2 separate regions of the Mus musculus genome follow, and region 1 is linked to region 2. A link is a contact called in public HiChIP or PLAC-seq data. All regions are on one chromosome and are shown on one strand. The core of a region is the stretch at or near the end of the contact, and the rest is flanking DNA. Distances in the headings are between cores, read along the strand shown.

Region 1 (5,602 bases), core at 1,698-4,197, 350 kb after region 2:
CATCTGGAAATGGCAGCAAGCTTTGTTTTTATGAAACACTTCTAATTTCACTTTTCCAAGTTTGGGTGATTTCTCCCTTCACTGAGCATGAAATAAAATCTCATCATCACTGCTAAGAGGCAAGTGGAGATGATTAATAAATCTCAATACCTTTGCTGGGGCTTTATAATTCCATCGTTCTTCCTGTCTCTTACTAGTTTATTCCGTGCCTTGTCTCCTTTAAAACTTGAGATGGAGGAGATTTATGGTTCCATTTATCTGCTCTTTTCTGCCTTTTTCTCAGAACAGCAGTTTTGAGAATAAAGGAAGTTTGATCCATCACTCTGCATTTCCAGAAGGCTGAGAGGAGGGGACGCCTGTGAATGTTATACAAGTGGCTGCCTCTGACCCAGGCACTTTGCATATCTTAACTTTTTATTTGAGACAGGTTCTCTTGGCTAGCCTGGAACTCACAGAGACTCTGCCTCCTGAGTACTGGCATTAAAAACCATGCACCAGCTGGCCTTTCTTTCATTCTCATCAGCTCTATCAGAGTCCATGTGATAGAGGAGAGGACACACCCATATCACAGGTGGAGACACTGATACTGTCGACAGCCACAGCTGCTGTGTGGTAGTGTCTGCTCGGAGCCTGGTACCTTCACAATTCCTCTCAGACAGAGCTATTTCTGTTCCTTACATGATTGGTTCTCGGTTTGTTTTGTTCTTTTTAGCCTGTGCTATGGTTTCTATGGGACTCAACACAGTTTAGATTTTAGGGGCTGAAAAGGACCAAAGTTGTAGCATTTGGCCTTCTCCAGAAGTCCGTTTCTGGTTCCTTTGCTACCCAGGTATCACTCCCAGGACAGAGAAGACTATTCTGTTTGTTACCCAAGCCAGCTGCAGCATCATGAGAACGATCACCTGCTGAGCTCTGCCCTGTCTGAGTGCTCTTACACTCTGACAGCCTTTGTCCCATTCCTCCCCTCTCCCTTTCTCTATTTGAGAGCAACAGCAACAAAAACACAGTTTTAAAGAAGTGATGTAAGAATACAAAGTTGCTTCCTTAAAACTCTTTTTTAGGTTAAGAATTCCATCTAAGGCTGCCAGAAATGAGTGAGCAGGGTTCCTTGGAGACAGGTGCCGAGTCTAATTCCAGTTAATATATTCATTGATTTCTTGAAGACTGTAGCAAGAAAGATGTCAATCAAAATGAAAGATACTAGAGAATTCTTTGAAAGATTATGGTTAATTTTAATTTGGGGGAAAGGAACTGTCATGTCAAAGAAAGTAAAAAACTAATTTATGCAAGAATAAAGACTAACTAGAACATACAACAAAGAAATTATGAAATGAGTTGGGGGTCTGTGTGGATAGTGTATAATCAGCCAGTCACTTAATGACTGTCTTATGTTTCTGGGCAAATATATATATAGAGAGAGAGATTACCTTGTTTAATAGGGAAAAAATCCTAAAAGCAGGGCACAAAGAAATGGGCTAACTATTCACCACTATCAATAAGAATAGAGAGACCCAGCAAGTGGCTCAGAGAGTAAAGATGCTTCTGACCTGAGTCCAGCCCCAGAGCCACATATAGGTAGTGCGTAGGATCCACTAAATCCAACTTAACTCAAACACCACGTCAATGCAGACGACAAAAATTTACTGTAATCAAGCTGCTACTGATTGATCCGGGCCACAGAACAGACTTGGGAGCTGAACTGGGACCCTAGAGAGAAATTACACAGCACATTTAAAGGATGAGACCACGCAGCGAGAGGGAGCGGAGTGGGCTGTAGCATTGTCCAGTCATATTTTGACTTAAGGGGTTGAGCAAGGGAGTTTTCACCAATCAGGATAGGAGTCGGTTCCTGGGCCTGGAACATGACCTTGTTTGACCCTGCCAGCAAGATGGAGAGGTTGTCCTTGAGATGTCTGGACTGGGACAACTTTTTCCTTATAATGTAAGGGTCCATGCTTCCCCGAAGAATGAAACCCCAGACTCAAAACAGTATGAAAGCGCAGAGTGTTTTATTCTTCAGAAGTCCAGCATTCTCCCATTACCAGGATAGAGAGACAATCACGTGAGCCTGAAGAAGGCTCGCTTTAAAACACATTGGAATTCTGGGATAGATGACCTTTGTCTTACTCCACCTCTAGACTTTCTGGAACCATTTTCAAGGTGTGAAGTCTGGAAACTGCTGCCGACCCATTGTCTTTGCCTCGGGCCAGGTGGTGGGCAGCTTTGAGGGCAGGACTTGCCTGGGCTTGCCCAGTTCTTAGAAACTGAGATTTAGGCCTCGTCTCCTGAACTGCCAGTTTGAAGCCTGTCATGGAATCAGCCGAGCCTTCTCACTAAGAGAAGCTGTTCAGCTATTGGGAAGTTCCTAGCTCTCCTAGAACCTGGGACCTTTATTTAGTTTCTCCTATGATTAAATGGAATGTGAAAACAAAATGGTAGCACTTAGGTTAAGTTTCTTTTGCTTATTCCCACAGTGAAAAGAAAGAACTGATTCTACGGGGTTGTCCGATCCCTACAAGTGGGCCATAGCACATGGGCCTGCACATTCGTCTCACACACACACATAATCCAAATAAATAAATTGTTAAGGATTAGAGAAAATGAGATTAATACTTTTTTAAAATTTACTCTTCTAATCTATGAGATCTGGGGATTAAGTTCAAGTTCTTGGGCTTGGTGGCAAATGTATTTATGTACCAGCTGGCTTGCCTGCCTGTTGCTATTGCTTTCAGTGTTGGGTCTAACCTAAGTCTGGCCCAAGCCAGGCGAGTGCTCTGCCACTGTGCACTGTGCACAACACTATAGTCTAGCCCAGAGGGGTTAATTTCAGAGTGCCTAAGGAGCCCCTAGAATCATGTTTGGATCCATCCAAGCATAACTGTGTGTACCGTTTCTTGCTCTAACAGTGCAGGCAGGGATCACATTGCCTGTGAGAGACAAAGGCCAAGTGGTTACAGAAAAGGACGGGGCAGGAAGGCCTCCAGCTGGGCTTGGTTGTCCTCACAGCCTGTATTTGTCTTGGCTTTTGTTTTTGATCCTGGCTTTTTGAGACAGGATTTCTTAGCATAGACCTGGCTGGGTTGATTACACATTTTGTACATCATGCTGGCCTCAAACTTAGTCTCCTGGCTCTGCCTTCCAAGTACTGGTTTGTAGGCACGTGCTACCAAGCTGCCGGGTCCAGAGTTGATTCTTTCTTTTTTCCTCACAATTTATTTATTTATTTGATGTGCATTGGCATTTTGCCTGCTTGTCTGTCTGTGTGAGGGTGTCAGATCCCCTAGAACTGAAGTTACAGGCAGGTGTGAGCTGCCAGGTGGGTGCTGGGAACTGAACCCGGGTCCTCTGGAAGAACAGCCAGTACTCTTAACCTCAAAGCCCCACAGAGTTGACTCTTAATTACATGCAAGCAAACAAAGCAGAGTTTTCATCGGGATTGCTTCTCTTTTACTCTTTTGCTTCTACAAAGCAAAATAGAGATAATAATAAATTTATAGTTTCTTATTCCATTCTCGGTTTTAGCTTGAATTATTCAATAAAAGGTACTTTACTCCTTTAAGTATTTATAACTTTAACAAGCAAAGTACATATTTAAAGGAGGTTTTTTGTTTGTTTATATTTTAAGAAAAAAGACCTATGAGCAGCCTCCTCCCTTGTAAAGTAATACAACTGTTGGTTATAAAGGTAAAGGTATTTTACTAATATTTTTTCTTTGAGGGAAAAAATCTATATACAGTATGACCTGCCTTATTCTTGTCAAAGTGTTGAGAGAAGACCAGAGCAAGCATTTTCTTAAATGTGAAAAAGTGGGCTGTGGTTTTTCACCAGAAACTATGATATTACCACAGCATTACAGACTGTGTGAGGAGGCTGCAGAAGAGACTCGGGATAACAGTCCAGGACGCTTGTCCCAAGGATCTGGGTTCAATTCCCAGGACCCACCAGGTGGCTCTCAACCATCTTAACTCTAGCTCCCCAGGATCCAGTGCCCTCTTCTGGCCTCCATGGATTCCAGACACACACATGGTGCACCATGTGCATGCAAACATACCCATGTGCATAAAATTATAATATATTTTTATGCAAAATATAGATGCAAAATAGAATTATAATGTAAAAATAAATTGTAGGGAAATAAGAAAACCAAAATTACAGTATGTCTTCACCCTGGGAAAATCCTCTTGCAACTTTAACAATACCATTATTTCAAATAACATACATGCATACATAGGTGCTCATGAATACTTAATATGTATGTACATGTGCTCATACACATATATTTGTGTGTGTGTGTATGTGTGGCTTTAGTGGTTTTATTTTTTGTCCCTTTCAAGTTCTTTATTTTGTTGTCTTAGTCCTTAAATCTAAAGGTCTGTCCATTTTTAAGAAGTCAATAAATAGGATCAGTAGCATGATCCATACACACTAGGGGTTAATTAAAGAACCAGAGAAATATTTTTATTGGTTTTTGTTTTGGGGGTTTTTTGTTTGTTTTTTGTTTTGCTTGTTTTTTATTTTGGGATTTTTTTTTGGGGGGGGGCTGCTTGGTTAGTTGGTTTTTGTTTTGTTGTTGTTGTTTGATACAAGGTTTCACTGTGTAGCCCTGGCTGTCCTGGAACTCACTTTACAGACCAGGATGGCCTCAAACTCAGAGACCCACCTCTCTCCCCCTCCCTAGTGCTGGGATTAAAGCCGTGCACCACATGCCTGGTTCTGGAGTCAAGGATTTTAAAAGCGCTGATCACTGACTTGAGAAATAGAACATAGCTGGATTTGATGATACACACCTGTAATGCCAGTGCTTGGAAGGTACAGGAAGGAGAATAAGGAACTCAAGGCCATCCTCGGCTATGGAGTATATAGCCTGGGCTACGTGAGAGCCCCTCTCAAAAATAAAAATAAAAATAAAAGATAGTAGGATAATTTAATTTTCCCTAGTAGTTTTTATCTTTTGGTTGTGTTAAAGAAGGGAACATCTCAGGGTGACAGAATCCAAGCTAACATAACTTCTGGGCTCAGGTCATCCTCCTGCTGTGGCCTTCCGAGGAGGTAGAACGGTGCTCCCACGCCTGGCAGGAGACTCTTCTGAGCACAGAGTCACATTAATCACTGAGTACACGTGTCAAGCGTTGGAGGCTTGTCTTGCTCTGATTTACCGATAACTTTGCAATCCCAAAGTCAGTGGGACGACCGTGGTACTTTGACAATATTTGTCAGTTTTCTGGATTTTTCTGTCACCCGATATCCTTAATGCTACATTCTAAATTCATTTTAAACTGGCCACAAGAAAAAAAAAATCAAACTCATAAATAAGTCATGAAGATTTGATCTCCCTCCTGGGAAATGTCTCTTGACTGTCATTCAAAGATGTGGCAGCCCTTTTTTCAGTAGAATACAAGTCCTTCTCAACTTTGGAGCCCGATGCCTGAGTTTCAGAAGGTCATAGTCATTCATTTGGAACTTTTGAACGCAGGGCTAGTTAGATTTTTAACATATTGGAGTTGAGCTACAGCACAGAAAAGGAGAGCAGTGTGTGGCAAGAAGCCTCAGAGGCCCACAGTTCACTGGTTAGCCACACATACTCCTGGCTGGTCTGTGACTA
Region 2 (5,512 bases), core at 959-3,458:
AGGCCCGAGGCACACGGCCAGTTGCTTTGAAATACTCTGCAGCTTGGCAAGAGCAGGCAGGAAATAACTTGACGGTCTGGGGCAAAAAGTGTTCAGGACATTGTGCTTTCTGGAAATGACATTTGTAGGATTGTAAATTCTTGCTTGTGCCACCTTCTCTTCAAGTTTTGCGAGTTCCTTCCAAAGTCTTTAAAATGCCTCCGAGCTGCCCCAGCAGAGTGCCAGCTGACAATTCAGTGCTCCCTGAAGAGATGTCCTCAAATTCCCTCCCTTCTCCTAGGGGGAAGTCTCCTCCACCCCTCTGGCTATGGCTCTCCAGCCAAGCAGGGCTTCCAGAACAATTTCACAGATGATTATAACTTCATAGAAATATTTCACTCATCTCCCTGTCTCTAATTTTACAAGAAATGTTAGACTCTCAACCTTTCATGGCATTGACAACAACTCCCGTAATGACTATTCCATGATTTCTAAAGTTTTCCTTAAAGTTAAATGTCATTTCTTAGACTGTTGGAAAGTTCAGTTGCCCTCCTGTTGTAGAGGAACAGTGGCGTGAAGAAGAGATTGACCCTATATGAGATGTCACACAAACACAGTTGCTGGATATTTGCTAACATTACATTCTTCCACACTCTTTTAAAATTCCCATTTGGTGTCAAATCGTCTTTTTGCTCTCAGTGTGGAGCCAAGAATGTGGCATTATAGAAACTGATCCTAGTTAGCTCAGACAGTCCTCAGCGACTTGAAAGAGAACAACCCTGTATGTTTCTCTCAAAGTCCCCCTCCCTGCTAGAAAGCTCAGCGGCTCAGCAGAACACTTAGGAGCTTGGATCTTATACAAAGACCAACCACGGGGCCTGAGCAGACGTATTTGTGTCCCTATCTTGTTATCCTGGAGGCTGGTGTACCTCGAAGGCCCTGTACACTGTCCAAGTCACAGTTTTTTCAGCCCTTGTGCCTTTGCTGTGTCTAGAAGCTCCCTGTCCTGTCCCCTGCTTCTCCCTGTTCACCTCTTCTTTCCTGGGTTCCAAGCACTGAGAAGCACCATTGATTATTATTACCTCAAGCCTGTGGTCATTCACATTGTTTTAGTTTCTATCTACAATGTCCCCTGTCCCAGGATCCCATCCAGGATATTGTAATACGCATATCTCCTCAGGGTTCAATCAGTTGTTGTTGTTGTTGCTTGGTTTCTGTTTTTCAAGACAGGGTTTCTCTGTGTAGCCCTGGCTGTCCTGTCCTAGAACTCACTCTGTAGACCAGGCTGGCCTCAAACTCACAGAGATCTACCTGCCTCTGCCTCCTGAGTGCTGGGATTAAAGGTTGTGCCACTATTGCCTGGATTCAAACTTTGTGTGTGTGTGTCTATACACACATATGTAAATTATATATATATTTAAAGGTGTCAGTGTGGCCCAAGTTACTGCAGAGAAACCAATCTAAGCCAGTCATACACTGAGCTACACAGAAACACCCAGAAGGATCCTCGTTGGCAAGTTTTATGCCAAGCCTGAGAAGTTGCTTGGTCTGTGCAAAAAGTCACTCATATTTTTAAAGGTCAAATTTAATACCTGCTTTATCCAGGTCTGCCCCTTTCATGGGGACAGAACATTTGCTCCCTTTTACTCATTAAGGAAAAAGCTCTACTCTCATTTCTAAAGGAAAGAAAATATCGTTTCCATTCTTAAAGTTGGAACTCTAACGTCCTTACCCTAGAAAGAGATCTAATTTCTTTTCACACATACTCCCAGAACCCCTTAGCTCATAGGAAGGTTGTAGAGAAAAAAGGTCCTTGGAAGTCCTAGCCACTCAGGCAGGAAGCTAAAGGAACACGAAACAAAAATTCTCTGGGTGGGTATATATATCCATGTAGGTTGAATGACTGTTTTTGTTTTGTCTTTTTTTTGTTTTTGTTTTGTTTTTGTTTTTGTTTGTTTTACACAACCATAGGGCTGTATTTAAGGCCCTGTCATCTGGTTCTTAACATTTGGTACCCAAAAGCAAACAGCAACACAAAAGTACATTGTGCCAAATTCTTGACACGGGACTTACCCGCAGGTGACACCAAGGTGACTGTGGTGGAGAGGCAGGTGAGCAGCAGGGACAGAGGCATCGTTCTGATCCAGCTGCCAGGAGTGGATAGAAGATTCCCGGTGTAACAACAGTTCTCCGTTGTTCTCTCAAGCACTTAGGGGAGAATATCCCTCTGGACTCTTAGGAAGAATATCTGTATCCGCGCTGGCTGGGACCTCGTGGGACAGCGGAAGACGGTGAGTGGGATAACGCTCTGGCCTTGACTCCAGATAGAGGCCTTGCTCCTCACCTTCCCCAGCAGTATTTTACTGATACGGGTCTTTAGAGGAAACAAAAAACAAAAAAACCCTCTCCATGCCTCATCCTCCTATTGTGTGTGTGTCCCCCCTCCACCCCCCAAGAACTGCCTGTAACGGAGCCTTCGGTATCTTATCCAGAAGGGAACTCTCACTTAGGGACATCCCCTCACGTCAAATCTTGTTTTGTGACTTCTAGGAACTGACTTCCTGATGTGGCAGCCATGGCATTGTGCAGCCTCCTTCAGCCAGAGCGAGTCAAGCCACACCGTGGAACTGGGTACTGGAGAAATGTCTCAGTCTGATGGTCCAGGAGATAACAAGAACACACACACATACACACAGAGAAACACACAGAAATACACACACACACACACACACACACACACACACACACACAGAGACACACATAGACACAGACACACATACACAGACACGCAGAAAAACACATACCCAGACACACACACATGCACACAGGCATACACACACACACACACACACACACACACACACACACACACACACACACACACACAGGAGATAGGGAGGGGCCTGGGAGGGGCTGGTATTCTCTTGAAGAAGTTCCTAGATTTTCCTTATTCTGGTCTCCAGTCTCAGAGTTTCTGAAGGGACAAACCTTCACTCGGGCATTACCAACCCAGCAGTGATGCCTGGTGTTTCCGTGCTGGGTTTCTTTTCCATGGGGTATTGGGGGTTATTTATTTATCCAGTTCTCACACTAAAATGATAGCAGGAACTTCCCAAAATTTGGAACTACCCATTAATTAACAAAATCCCAGACCAAAGAGGAGGACCATGGGGACCAGCTCACTAGACGTCACCAGGCCTGGGTGTAGTAACTTCAGACATGGGGGTCAAAGGTCTCTGGCTGTGGGCACCCAGAACCAGAAATTATGGTAAAAAGGCAATGGAATGGGGTCAATCAGCAGGGTGGGCTAAACATATGTCAAGATCTATTTTAAATAGGTCTGAGGGAAATACATTCTCTCACCCAATCCAACTTTTAGAGCCTCAAATCAGAGCTTATCCCCACGTCCCTTCTGTCCCTTCCATACCTGAGTTTGTTCTCTGAGTAACCACATCTCTAGCAACTGGGACAAGAAGCATGTTTGGGGAAGGCAGCCCTTACATTAAAAAAAAAAAAAGGTCTTAAGCACTTTTCCCAAATGATTGTGGCTTCTTTCTTCTAAGGGCTCCATTTCCAGAAACTATTAGTCCTTATTACTAGATTGTTAATTTCTAGATTGTGACGGTAAACAGAAGTGGGATCTGCAGGAGCTACAGGTGAACAAGGAGTCGCACGGATCTAACTTTGTTTCTTTCTCCCCGTTAGGACCCAGGCAGCTTGACCACTAGGGTCTTAAGTTGTAGTTTGACAGCAGTGATGGATGACGTGGGACTCCATAGCTGGGCAATGCTGCTGTTGCTTTTAACAACAACAAAAAAAAACAAGCCTCACTGTTTCCTGTCCCTGAGAAGACATTCCAGTGCTTTATATGTGTTTGAAAAAACAAAGGACGTGTGCCTGAGATAAACCCAGGCTTGTGGCCAAGATTGATTGCTGGAGTCAAGGACTTGCACCAGATAGCCCTTTGGTTCTATAAACAAGAATCCCGGGGATGCCAGGATACCCCTCCCCCACTCTTGTCGGGTTTTTTCCCTTTTAGTTGACCTGCCTTTAAAAATATACAGGACAGAAGAAGGAGGGTGAACACCCAGCTGCGAAGCCCACTGACATCTTCTTGATTTTTTTATTTTATTTTGTTCACATTCCACGGTACATCCCTAAGAGGTGGTCTCTCTTATTTATGTCACCACGAGGCTGTTATTACAGTTATGGAAAGCAGGAATAATTCTTCGGCATTTGATGTCCTATCTGTGTTTAGCTTTTCCAATAGTTTCAAACGTTCATTTGTATTGCTAGTTTGAATCAGGATTGAGCAAGACTTTTACTGTAGACTGCATTTTGAGGTGTCACTTAAACGTCTACATCATCCTGCCTCTTTTATACTATTGGCCAGTCATCTAATCAGCCACTTATAGAGTGTTCTGTGTTTCAGATTTGGTTAATTGCTTCTTTATTGTATCATTTAGTGCCCTCTCCCCCATTGTTAGTGTTAGCACTTGTTTGTATTTTCAAGTCTCCTAAAGTATGTGTCCTTAGGATTTAAGCCCCCAAATACCCTGGTGACAGGGAAGAAACTTACCATACATAGGGCAATACAGTCAGGGAGGAAAGGAAACCAGCTTGCTGCTCTAGAGAGACCTCAGAACCATACTGGGACAGCCTTCAACATATAAATGGTACCTGATTTGGGGGAGTGGGCAAGATTGTCCAAGGGAAGTGTGCCCCAGGTTAGATAGAGCATGGTGGGAAGTTAACACTTAATATGTGGTCACTGGCAGGAGACTGCAAAGAAGACTAGGAAACTGTGGCCTTGAAGAGGGAAGTCCAAGACACAGGAGCAGAGATGTTTGAAGGAGAGGGCCGTGTTTAGCATGGGCCACGCTTATAAAGCATATGCAAATGACATGCAAATGCGAACATATAAAGCAGGTAACTTAACATTCAGTATGATCCCAAGGAATTGACTCCAAAGGTGCTTTATGGAAGGCATACATGGTATGTGACTTATTAGGGGAAAGAAAAGGAAAGATGGTTGGTGTTGGGAAAAAAAATCAGTGACATTTATGTCACTTTCCTGTAAGGAAGAGGGGGCAAGAAGTGTGTGAGAGCCAGAAGACAGGGTGACAGGCTTCAAAATGCCATTTAGACTTGAAACAATTCCAATCGTGAACTTAACAACCATGGTTACCGTCACTGACCTGCACAAGGCTGGCCCTGTCAACAATCTGTCACGGGTGGGGGAGGGGCTCATGAGACCCTATCCCTTGCTGCTGAACTATTGGCTGCTGATAGATTCTGGGAGAGGGGACGTCACCGACATCACCAGGCTCTCTTGGGCGGCTCTGTGGTCACGCAGATGGCCCTTGTTTAAACTACTCAGTGGGTCATTAAATAAGATGCATAGACATGAATGAAGAAAGAGACAAACAGTTATAGCTGGGACGTGTCACTGGAGTTAAAGGCCTACCTGGGATCTAGCCTCCTCTCTTCCTGTTCTTTCTCCAGAGCAATGGCTCCTCTGGACCACCATCTC

What was found. HiChIP or PLAC-seq counts read pairs in DNA pulled down with a chosen protein or histone mark.
Region 1: an H3K27ac HiChIP or PLAC-seq map of embryonic stem cells shows a contact between it and region 2, with 6 times the contacts expected there. The contact joins the enhancer-like site here to the promoter of Oit3 in region 2. A contact is called at or near these places in 3 of 39 promoter capture datasets (cranial neural crest, liver and maxillary cranial neural crest), 3 of 484 Hi-C or Micro-C datasets (B cells, bone marrow-derived macrophages and pre-pro-B cells), 8 of 115 datasets of contacts at active chromatin or transcription factors (embryonic stem cells, epiblast stem cells, extraembryonic endoderm stem cells and 3 more) and 5 of 9 other capture datasets (adipose tissue, embryonic stem cells, liver and 2 more).

Annotation. Positions count from the first base shown.
Region 1 is chr10:59,793,089-59,798,690 of GRCm38.p6, forward strand. The region is part of intron 8 of Micu1 (mitochondrial calcium uptake 1); the gene reads left to right. Among named protein-coding and RNA genes, the nearest start is that of Gm17059, 4.4 kb to the right of the region's middle. Within about 2 kb of position 2,948, at least 14 of the 459 cell types and tissues checked have an H3K27ac peak or open chromatin away from gene starts, as enhancers often do. A contact at or near this core is called in embryonic stem cells and liver, where this site is marked.
Region 2 is chr10:59,439,571-59,445,082 of GRCm38.p6, forward strand. Oit3 (oncoprotein induced transcript 3) reads right to left here and starts at 2,209. Exons shown (of 9, transcript NM_010959.2): 1 at 2,053-2,209. The coding sequence starts at 2,113. It overlaps Gm36318 (a long non-coding RNA gene), which reads left to right and starts at 2,183. Exons shown (of 3, transcript XR_380461.2): 1 at 2,183-2,270; 2 at 2,530-2,610; 3 at 3,685-4,315.